2 separate regions of the Mus musculus genome follow, and region 1 is linked to region 2. The links are chromatin contacts, called in public promoter capture Hi-C maps. All regions are on one chromosome and are shown on one strand. Each heading gives the region's core, a stretch centred on a gene start, on an enhancer-like site or on the middle of the called end of the contact. The rest is flanking DNA. Distances are from core to core; before and after follow the strand shown. Region 1 holds the start of Rab7b (RAB7B, member RAS oncogene family). Region 2 holds the start of Ctse (cathepsin E).

The links. Promoter capture Hi-C pulls out the DNA fragments that hold promoters and counts their contacts.
Region 1: a contact with region 2 is called in a promoter capture Hi-C map of macrophages, with 10 read pairs. The contact joins the promoter of Rab7b here to the promoter of Ctse in region 2. A contact is called at or near these places in 6 of 39 promoter capture datasets (the C10 cell line, cranial neural crest, embryonic stem cells and 2 more), 2 of 484 Hi-C or Micro-C datasets (embryonic stem cells and granulocyte-monocyte progenitors), 4 of 115 datasets of contacts at active chromatin or transcription factors (the HPC-7 cell line, embryonic stem cells, large pre-B cells and 1 more) and 3 of 9 other capture datasets (adipose tissue, liver and pancreatic islet).

Annotation. Positions count from the first base shown.
Region 1 is chr1:131,684,491-131,690,248 of GRCm38.p6, forward strand. It overlaps Rab7b (RAB7B, member RAS oncogene family), which reads left to right and starts at 4,205. Exons shown (of 6, transcript NM_145509.3): 1 at 4,205-4,345.
Region 2 is chr1:131,635,082-131,641,241 of GRCm38.p6, forward strand. Ctse (cathepsin E) reads left to right here and starts at 3,233. Exons shown (of 10, transcript NM_007799.3): 1 at 3,233-3,476.

The DNA of each region.
Region 1 (5,758 bases), core at 2,955-5,454, 50 kb after region 2:
TCAACATAGTACTTGAAGTATTAGCCAGAGCAATTCGACAACAAAAGGAGATCAAGGGGATACAAATTGGAAAAGAGGAAGTCAAAATATCACTTTTTGCAGATGATATGATAGTATATATAAGTGACCCTAAAAATTCCAACAGAGAACTCCTAAACCTGATAAACAGCTTCGGTGAAGTAGCTGGATATAAAATTAACTCAAACAAGTCAATGGCCTTTCTCTATACAAAGAATAAACAGGCTGAGAAAGAAATTAGGGAAACAACACCCTTCTCAATAGCCACAAATAATATAAAATATCTCGGCGTGACTCTAACGAAGGAAGTGAAAGATCTGTATGATAAAAACTTCAAGTCCCTGAAGAAAGAAATTAAAGAAGATCTCAGAAGATGGAAAGATCTCCCATGCTCATGGATTGGCAGGACCAACATTGTAAAAATGGCTATCTTGCCAAAAGCAATCTACAGATTCAATGCAATCCCCATTAAAATTCCAACTCAATTCTTCAACGAACTTGAAGGAGCAATTTGCAAATTCATCTGGAATAACAAAAAACCGAGGATAGCAAAAACTCTTCTCAAGGATAAAAGAACCTCTGGTGGAATCACCATGCCTGACCTAAAGCTTTACTACAGAGCAATTGTGATAAAAACTGCATGGTACTGGTATAGAGACAGACAAGTGGACCAATGGAATAGAATTGAAGACCCAGAAATGAACCCACACACCTATGGTTACTTGATCTTCGACAAGGGAGCCAAAACCATCCAGTGGAAGAAAGACAGCATTTTCAACAATTGGTGCTGGCACAACTGGTTGTTATCATGTAGAAGAATGCGAATCGATCCATACTTATCTCCTTGTACTAAGGTCAAATCTAAGTGGATCAAGGAACTTCACATAAAACCAGAGACACTGAAACTTATAGAGGAGAAAGTGGGGAAAAGCCTTGAAGATATGGGCACAGGGGAAAAATTCCTGAACAGAACAGCAATGGCTTGTGCTGTAAGATCGAGAATTGACAAATGGGACCTAATGAAACTCCAAAGTTTCTGCAAGGCAAAAGACACTGTCTATAAGACAAAAAGACCACCAACAGACTGGGAAAGGATCTTTACCTATCCTAAATCAGATAGGGGACTAATATCCAACATATATAAAGAACTCAAGAAGGTGGACCTCAGAAAATCAAATAACCCCCTTAAAAAATGGGGCTCAGAACTGAACAAAGAATTCTCACCTGAGGAATACCGAATGGCAGAGAAGCACCTGAAAAAATGTTCAACATCCTTAATCATCAGGGAAATGCAAATCAAAACAACCCTGAGATTCCACCTCACACCAGTGAGAATGGCTAAGATCAAAAATTCAGGTGACAGCAGATGCTGGCGAGGATGTGGAGAAAGAGGAACACTCCTCCATTGTTGGTGGGATTGCAGGCTTGTACAACCACTCTGGAAATCAGTCTGGCGGTTCCTCAGAAAATTGGACATAGTACTACCGGAGGATCCAGCAATACCTCTCCTGGGCATATATCCAGAAGAAGCCCCAACTGGTAAGAAGGACACATGCTCCACTATGTTCATAGCAGCCTTATTTATAATAGCCAGAAACTGGAAAGAACCCAGATGCCCCTCAACAGAGGAATGGATACAGAAAATGTGGTACATCTACACAATGGAGTACTACTCAGCTATTAAAAAGAATGAATTTATGAAATTCCTAGCCAAATGGATGGACCTGGAGAGCATCATCCTGAGTGAGGTAACACAATCACAAAGGAACTCACACAATATGTACTCACTGATAAGTGGATACTAGCCCAAAACCTAGGATACCCACGCTATAAGATACAATTTCCTAAACACATGAAACTCAAGAAAAATGAAGACTGAAGTGTGGACACTATGCCCCTCCTTAGAAGTGGGAACAAAACACCCATGGAAGGAGTTACAGAAACAAAGTATGGAGCTGAGATGAAAGGATGGACCATGTAGAGACTGCCATATCCAGGGATCCACCCCATAATCAGCTTCCAAATGCTGACACCATTGCATACACTAGCAAGATTTTACTGAAAGGACCCAGATGTAGCTGTCTCTTGTGAGACTATGCCGGGGCCTAGCAAACACAGAAGTGGATGCTCACAGTCAGCTAATGGATGGATCACAGGGCTCCCAATGGAGGAGCTAGAGAAAGTACCCAAGGAGCTAAAGGGATCTTCAACCCTATAGGTGGAACAACATTATGAACTAACCAGTACCCCTGAGCTCTTGACTCTAGCTGCATATGTATCAAAAGATGGCCTAGTCGGCCATCACTGGAAAGAGAGGCCCATTGGACACGCAGACTTTGTGTGCCCCGGTACAGGGGAACGCCAGGGCCAAAGGGGGGGAGTGGGTGGGTAGGGGAGTGGGGGTGGGTGGGTAAGGGGGTCTTTTGGTATAGCATTGGAAATGTAAATGAGCTAAATACCTAATAAAAAATGGAAAAAAAAAATAAAAGCTGGTCTGGGGGGGAGGAGTAGAGTAATATTAGAGAAGCGTCTCTCAGATAAGTTCTGGCCAGGTCAACTCTGCTTAGCTAATGAGATCGGGAGCATTCAGGTGGCATGGGCTTGAGGGAACTTCTAAAGGACAATAGTCCAGGAACCAAGGAGCTTCCATAAGCCAGGGATTATCAGCGCACTGCCTTGGCTTCCTCAGCAACCAAAACACCTCACTTGGGTAAGCAGGCTTTAGAGTGTCTCAGCTTTCCTGTGTAGAATTCAGTACGGAAACCATTAAGTACCTTCTTCCAAAAGTGTTTGCTAGTTGATAGAAGCAAATAAACTTCAATTTCTCTTCTACTCTTTGGTAGGGCCAATGCCAGCAGCACAATTGGCCAAGTGTGGGTTCCAAGGCTACCCATCTGCTTTCCAAATGCAGGGTTCTATGGCTGGTTTAGACACATGGTGGCTGGAAAGCCCCATCAGAGAGAGAGAGAGAGAGAGAGAGAGAGAGAGAGAGAGAGAGAGAGCACTATGGAACCGGGAAGAACTTTCTGACAGGACAGTAATCAAAGGAATATGTCTACAAAGAGACAAAGTCCTAACTTGTGAGGAATGTGAAGCGCATTAGATACACCTTAAGGGGACCCCCCTGAGATCTGGGGAGTCGTGTCTAAACTCACTCCATCTGCCTTTCATCTGCCAATTATACGCAAGGCACAGTCCACAACAGTGAAATGAGATGCCCACATTAACTGTATGCTAACAGCATCTTAAATTACCATCTTCTTCTAGGTGTTTCAGGTTGGGCAACAACCTAACCAGAGAGGCCCAGTGTGGGATTGTGGGGTGCCAGGACACACCTCACCTCTTACAAGTCTGATGTGGTGTGGTGTGCATATGTGGTGAGGTATGGTGTGTGGTATACATGTGTGCTGTGCATATGTGGTGCGGTATGGTGTGTGGTGTGGTGTGCATGTGTGGTGTATGTATGTGGTAGTGTAGTATGGTATGTGTATGTTGTGTGGTGTGCGTGTGTGATGGGTATATTCTATATGAATGGAGTAGGGGTGTGGGTGGTATAGAATGGATGTGATGAGGGAATGGATCTTGTTTCATGTGTGTGTGAGGAGTGTGGCACAAGGGATGCAAGGGTGTGCATATGAAGTATAAGTGTGTTATGCATGTATAGTGTGGCAGGGTGTTGGATAGTGTATATTTTCTGTGTGTATGCATGTGCATGTGTTATATACTGTGCGTGTGTGTGTGTGTGTGTGTGTGTGTGAGAGAGAGAGAGAGAGAGAGAGAGAGAGAGAGAGAGAGAGAGAGAGAGAGAGATGTGTGGGGTGAGGACAAGGCCTAAAAGCAGACCATCTTCCAACCTCACTGGGTCACTGGTGGCTGGACCCAATCTGCTCCACAACTGTTTGGGAAACAAACAAAGGGCTCCTTTCCTGAGACTCCCATGGACAGAGGCAGATGTCCCTACAAGCTCATAAATTGGACGTGTCACCTCTCAAGCCCTGTGTCCAAAAGTTCCCCAACTCAAACCTGCCGTCCCTCATCCCCTGGGATCAGAATCCTGATGAACTGAATATGCCTGGTGCCCTGAATGCACACAGCTCTGAAGCCTCGCTGGCTTTCCCTGTGCACTCCGCCTCCTCCACCCACACAGCTGAGGTCACGCTGGCCCAGCCTCTTTTGCAACTTTCCCAAGTCTGTGCACAGAAAGAGAGGAGGAAAACTCAGAGGGAAGTGGCCTCTCACCAAAACCGTTTGCGTTCTCAATACTGGCCAGATTGAAACTGCCACTCCTAGAAGAGAGACCCAGACCTAGAACTCCCACCTGTGTGAGGTGAGTGTCGTACAGCCATGCCTGGAAGGGGCCTGGCAGCCCATCTGTCCTTGCATGTGCCCATCTGCGCCGGAACTGTTCGTCTGCTGGTGAAGAGGAAAAGAAACCAGGTACAGAAATGAGGCTAAGAATCTGGCAGGTGCGGAATTTTAATCCAACCCGAAGACCCCTGCACTGCAGAAAGTTCCTGAGTGAGGTGGAGAAAGGACTTCCCTGCCAATCACAGGGAGCGGGGCCCAGCCTGGGAACCTGCAAAGGCAGCAATACCAGACAGGACAGGCAGCTCAAAGGAGGCTCTCATTATGCCTCTAGACCCGCAGGGCCTGGAAGAAACCAAAACCTTCTAAAAGGGTTGGGTCCTACGGAATCTGGCAGCTCCTTGGCCCACAGACAGGGGGCCATCTAGGATGAAGATTTGGAAGCTATCAGAGAAAGATGAGCTCTCAAAATAGGAAAATATTCCTCTTGTTCTAATCCATAAGAATTTCTCCAGGTGAAGAGCTACCATGTAGGAGCTAATGAACAGAAGTGGGCAGGTCCAGGTTCTACTCTAAGCTGGCTACTAACCTAGTTTGTTGTTGTTTGGTGTGTGTGTGTGTGTGTGTGTGTGTGTGTGTGTGTGTGTGTGTGGTGTTACGTTTTATGTGAATGATAGGCATGCATACTTACCACAGCACATTTGTGGAGGTCAGAGGACAGCTCTGTTGAGTTGATTTTCTCCTTCTACCCTTACATGGGTTCTAGCGAGTACTTTTACCTGCTGATCCATCTTACCAGCCCACCAACTAGTACTGACTATAGAATCCATTGGGCTATAATAGCATTTTGTAAATTGTAAGTGTTCTATAAACTGCTTCTTTATTGATAAAAAAGAATTGCTTTGGGCTTATAGGTCAGTCCCCCACTACAAAGGTCTTATGGAGATAGTAGTTTGTGAGTATCCTTAGACATATACTGTGCTTCTGCTTAGCGGGTGTGCACTATGTGAGTGTGTGGATAGACAGACACCTGGATGGATGAATGAATGGATACATGCATTAGAAAGGACACGTGGATGGATTGTCACTCTTCAGGGAAGTTTCTGTATCCACAGCATCAGTGACCATGCTTTGGGGACAGGCGGGGTAGAGTGAGATAAGAGGTACTGTCTAGGGTACCGGTAGTCTACTTGGGGAAGCAGGACAAACATTTCCCCAAAGAGCTTAAAGAGTGAGAACGAGGAGCCTTCCGAAACCAGCACTGTGGGTGTGCTTTGCAGAGGAAGCAGGTTTAGACCTGCAAGGATTTGGGTGGGTGATGCCAACTGTCAAGTGATCCTGGCAGGCAACAAAGCCTCCTGTGCCCCAAGAATCTCATTAAACAGAAAACCTTACACTCGGCCTGCAAGTCCACTGTTTTCTAGAATGAATAAAG
Region 2 (6,160 bases), core at 1,983-4,482:
AGAAGAAAAAGAAAGCAAAATGTCAAAGTGGCTGAATATAAAATTAACTCAAATCAGTAGCCTTCCTATACTCAAAGGATAAGCAGGCTGAGAAAGAAGTTAGGGAAATGACATCCTTCACAATAGTCACAAATGATGTAAAATACCTTGGTGTGACCAAGCAAGTGAAAGATCTGTATGACAAGACTTCAAGTCTCTGAAAAAAGAAATCAAAGATCTCAGAAGATGGAAAGATCTCCCATGATCATGGATTGGCAGAATTAATATAGTAAAAATGGCCATCTTGCTGAAAGCAATCTACAGACTCAATGCAATTCACATCAAAATTCCAACTCAATTCTTCAGAGAGTTGGAAAGAGCAATTTGCAAATTCATTTGGAATAACAAAAAACCCAGGATAGCAAAAACTATTCTCAACAATAAAAGAACTCTTGGGGAGAATCACCATCCCTGACCTCAAGCTGTACCACAGAGTAATAGTGATAAAAACTGAATGGTGTTGGTACAGAGACTGGCAGGAAGATCAATGGAATAAAATTGAAGACCCAGAAATGAACCCACACACCTATGGTCACTTGATCGTTGACAAAGGAGTTAAAACAATCCAGTGGAAAAAAGACAGCATTTTCAACAAATGATGCTGGTTCAACTGTTGGTTAGCATATAGAAGAATACAAAACGATCCATTCTTATCTCCTTGTACAAAGCTCAAGTCCAAGTTGATCAAGGACCTCCACAAAAAAAAAAAAAAAAAAAAAAAACACTGAAACTAACAGAAGAGAAAAGAGCCTCGAAAACATGGGCACAGGGAAAAGTTCCTGAACAGAACACCAATGGCTTATGCTCTAAGATCAAGAATTGGCAAGTGGGACCTCATAAAATTGCAAAGCTTCTGTAAGGCAAAGGACACTGTCAATAGGACAAAATGGCAACCAACAGATTGGGAAAAGATCTTTACCAATCCTATATCCAATAGAGGGCTAACATCCAATATATACAAAGAACTCAAGAAGTTAGACTCCAGACAATCAAATAACCCTATTAAAAATGGGGTACAGAGCTAAACAAGGAACTCTCAACTGAGGAAACTCTAATGGTCAAGAATCACCTAAGGAAATGTTCAACATTCTTAGTCATCAAGGAAACGCAACCAACCAGAGGTCCCAGGGTCTAAACCACCAACCAAGGCATATACATAGAGGGACCCACGGCTCCAGCCTTATGTGTAACAGAGGATGGCCTTTTCAGGCATCAATGGGAGAAAAGGCCCTTGGTGAAGGCTCAATGTCCCAGTGTAGGGGAATGTGAGGGCAGGGAGGCAGGAGTGGATAGGTGGGTGGAGGTACACTCTCATAGAAGCAGGAGGAGAGAATGGGATAGGGGGCTTCTGGGGGGGATAGGGAAAGGGGATAACATTTGAAATGTAAATAAAATATCCAATAAAAAAAAAGAAAAATGTCTGGATCATATAGCAAAGAGACTCTGAGGCTTTCTAGCCCCTGGGCTAGAAAGTTTAAGGTTGGGGATAGGGTATGCCAGGTAGGATTTGAGGAATGCTGGGAGAACCTGGGGGCCAGGTCTGCTTTGGTAAAATATGTACCTTGGCTGTTTGTTCCAGAGTAAGAAATCAAACACTGTAAAGGAAGCACTATTGGATCAGAGAGGAGCTACAAGCCATCTCTTCTCTCCAGACTGGCCTTGAACTCATAATCCTCCTCCTCCTGTCTTCCAAAGACTGGAACAGTTGTTTCCAACTGTGATGACAAGAGGAGGCACTTGCCTTTGTTACCTTGGCCTGTTCCAGGTAAGAGGGTTCTAGGCACACAGGCATGCTAACAGGCCATAGAGTCCTTTCTCCTTCAGTGAGCATCTGAAATCACTGGTAAGAAATGGGCCTCATCATGTCACCCAGGATAAAAAATTAAAATAAAATAAAATAAAATAAAATAAAATAAAGGTGGGGAGGGGGCAGAACCTGAGTAGACACAGTGTGACCAGGACAATTCACAAAGCAGATTTCAAAAGTCCTGTGTGGCCTGAGATCTTGTCCAGTCTGACTTATGTCCCCAGTACCTAGTCAGTGCCTGGGATGTAACGGGTCCTCAGTAAATGCCCTGTGAGTGAGTGAAGGGCAGGACTGTCACCTGGGATGCTGTCACTGGGGTGCTGTCACCTTTCTTTCCTCAGGGTGGCTGCAGAGGTGCTCCTAGAGGATTTGGAGCAGAGCAGAGGTACTTGGGCATGCCTTCTCAGCTCCGTGTGATGAAACACTTCACCACTTCTGAAGCTTGAACATCTTTCTGGCCAGGCAGTGGTGGCACACGCCTTTAATCCCAGCACTTGGGAGGCAGAGGCAGGCAGATTTCTGAGTTTGAGGCCAGCCTGGTCTACAAAGTGAGTTTCAGGACAGCCAGGGCTATACAGAGAAGCCCTGTCTTGGAAAACAACAACAACAACAATAACAAAACAAAACAAAACAAAACAAAACAAAACCGGCTGGCGAGATGGCTCGGTGGATAAGAGCACTGACTGCTCTTCCAAAGGTCCTGAGTTCAAATCCCAGCAACCACATGGTGGCTCACAACCATCCGTAATGAGATTTGACGCCCTCTTCTGGTGTGTCTGAAGACAGCTACAGTGTACTTACATATAATAAATAAATAAATCTTTTAAAAAAAAAAACCAAGAACATCTTTCTGGTTGTTACCCGCAAAATTTCATTTCTCCAAATAAATCTCCTGTGTCTCTTGAAGTTGATTATGGAGCCCATTTATTGACTGAAGTTGTCTTAAAGAAGGCTTTGACATGTTCAATTCATGTGGTAGCTCATTTACAAACAGTCAATGGTTGCTTTGATATTTGGAGTTCGAAGAACATCTGGCTGTGAGCATTGTGGTCTCCACTGTGACCTTGGCACCTGGCCACAGCTGGCTCAACAAAAAACAATCTTGTGTTTATGGAAATAATGTCCTCTACTGCCTCTGCACATCCTTTATTTATTTTATTTTTATGGAGACAAGGTCTCATGTACCACAGGCTAGCCTCGAGTCAGTATGTAGCTGAGGCTGGCCCCAAATTCCTGATATGTCTGTATCCACCTCTCACACAGGGGAATTAGAGACATGCACCACCATGCCTACCTTCCTTTACTTGACTTTAAAGTCTGTTTCCTGTTTATTTGAAAGAGCAGGCACACTTCCTGTAAGTGCCAAAAAACTGTATGCCCGTCTCACAACTTCATTTGTTCCTCAGAACTGCAGATGCCCTGTGTGACTCCAGAAGCGGTTAGAAAGATCAGGCGTGGTTATCTCCATTTGCAGCTGAGGTGGCCAAGAGATAAGAGTTGCTTAAAGTCGGAGTTAGCAAACAACAAAACGGGGTTTCCACACAGAGCTCAGCTTCGGAGCCCAACCCATCCACTTACTACAAGAAAACGAAATTCTTGACATTTTGGGTTATATCCGGTAACTTCAAAGGTAAGTGGTTTATAATCTTGTTACAAATTTTTCTGGGAAATGACAATCTCATGCTTTAGTTAACAAAAATCCATTTATTATGATAATTTCCTCACAGGTAAAAGTGAGCACCTCCTAAGAAGGCTGCCATTTGCTTGGTTTGTAAGATTGATTTTCCTACGGGGAGCTTTGCGTAGGACTTTGAAGTTTTTGTTTTATTTGCTTGGTTGATTTTTTGAGACATGGTCTCACTAGGTAGGTCAAGCTGCCCTCCACTCTTTATTTAGATGGTTTTAAAATCCCTACTACTATTTGTGTACTGATGAAATCGGAGGTTTTGCAATAGAAGTCATATTGTCTGAACGGTGCCTTTCAGTTCCTGATTTAACTCTCTCTCTCTCTCTCTCTCTCTCTCTCTCTCTCTCTGTGTGTGTGTGTGTGTGTGTGTGTGTAAGACTTTTATTATGGCATGACTTACTGTCATTAATGTTTATATAATGTTCTACATCTGCATGTTATTTCTAAATTAGAGTGTACTGTACATGAGCTGCTAATTGCATTATAGCTGTTAATAATGCGTTGCTAAAGGAAATTTCTTCAGGACAAAGATAACTGCTGATCCAGGTGTGGAGCTACACACCTTTGATTCCAGCACTTGGGAGGCAGAGGCAGGTGGATCTCTGTGAGTTCAAGACCACCCTGGTCTACATATCGAGTTCCAGGCTCGTCAGAACACAGTGAGGCACTCTCTTAAAAACAAAACAAAACAAAACAAAACAAAAAAACCTACTGGCAAAAATTTCATAGCATATTACTCATTTCTGTTATAAACTCGAGAGGGAACTGGAAGGAGGGCTCCATGGTGAACACTGGCTGCTCTTCTAGAGAACTTGAGTTGAATTCCCAGCACATATATGGCAGCTCAAACCATCTGTAACTCAAGTTCCAGGGGACCCAAGACCCTCTTCTAGCCTCCCTGAATACCAGGCACATGCATGGTACACAGACACACATGCAGGCAAGACACCAATGCACATAAAAACAAAATCATTTTAAAATTAAAAATAAATTCTAATATAAACTCTTATATATGTACATTAATTATATATAATATCTTAATTATATATTATATACACATATTATACATTATATATTATATGTGCACTAGTATATACATTGTATATAATATACAATATATTCTATTTATTTATATATAATATATTTTTACATTATATACTCTATATATATATATATATATATATATATATATAAGATTTATGTTGTTTCTTTCAAGAAACATAAGGAAAAAATGTTAGACTCAAAACAGAAAATGAAAAATCTGTCTGGGGAAAGAAGTGAAATAAAACTATTTGAATTATTGACTAAATGAAGGGAACAAGATAGACTGTGCAAAGAAAGTATTGAATCTGGTAGCTGCTGACATGGGTATGTCCTAGAAACAGGAGCAGAAAGTGAATTCACTTGTGGGTCTCATTCTCAACAATCACTGAGACTTTCAACAAAAGCTAGACTGTCCTCGGCCACTTTGTGGAAATACCCGTCCTGCGAGTGCCCTTGGTGAAGTTCCCTCAAGGAAGAAGTCTTTGCTCTATGAATAATACAGGTTAAAAGTCTGGGAAATAGAATAAGCAATTAATTTTTTCAGACAGTTTGGTAACAAATCACGTAGAAACTGTTTCTTACATTATGAGTTTTCAAAGAGGTCTAAGCTTTTACCATCTCCTTGACAACAACAATGGAAAATCAATCAGCTGAAAACTAGAAAGAGTCAAAGGTAAAGAGAATTTAGCACTTTTTTCCCAGTAAACAAGAAACTGAAATAAAACATCAACAGTTTAAAATTTTAAATGTGACTTTGAAATATCTATTTCCTAATAACCAGATTCTATCTGATAAGGAAAATTGGCCTGCTACTGTTATCCACACAAACACAAATCTCTTGTGGACAAGACAACATCTGTCATCCCAAAGAGTATCTCAGAAAGTCTGGAGTCAGGCTTGCTGGTACAAACCTGTAGTTGCAGCTGTGAAGGCCAAGGAAGGCCCAGGTTATAGAAGGAGTTGAAGGTCCATTTGAGCAACTTGCAGAGGCCCTGTCTCAAAATGAGTTAAGTAAGGTTGAGAATGTCGCTTTGTAGTAGAGCGCTGTATCAGAGCTGTACATCCCCAAGGACACCAAAAAGAAAAAGAGAGAGGATGAGGAAGAGGAGAACTGGGAGGAGGGAGAGGAGGAGGAGGAGGAGGAGGAGAGGAAGAAGACCACAAACATTTCAATGGGAATTTTCTTCATTTATGAATATTATAGAAAATCCATAGCATTATAATAGAATATTAGTCCAGAAAACAAATACAAACACTAAATAACCCATACATTCTGGACTAAAAAAAAAAAATCAATTGCATACACCAAATTTATTGACCAAAATCACCTTTAATACTATAAGAAATGCTAAATACCACTGTGGTTTGTCTCCTATGCCGATGGAACAATTCATTACCTTAGCTATATAAATTTTAAAAAACACAATTTTTTCCATAGTAAAAATATATATCTGGAGGATGATTATACAAATTTTTACTAGATTATCAACAAAAAGAACCAAACCTAGGCTATAGCATTTGATAGAACAGGGACACACAGCTGAAAACAAGTGTAGCAGTCATAAGAGATTTTGACATAAGTT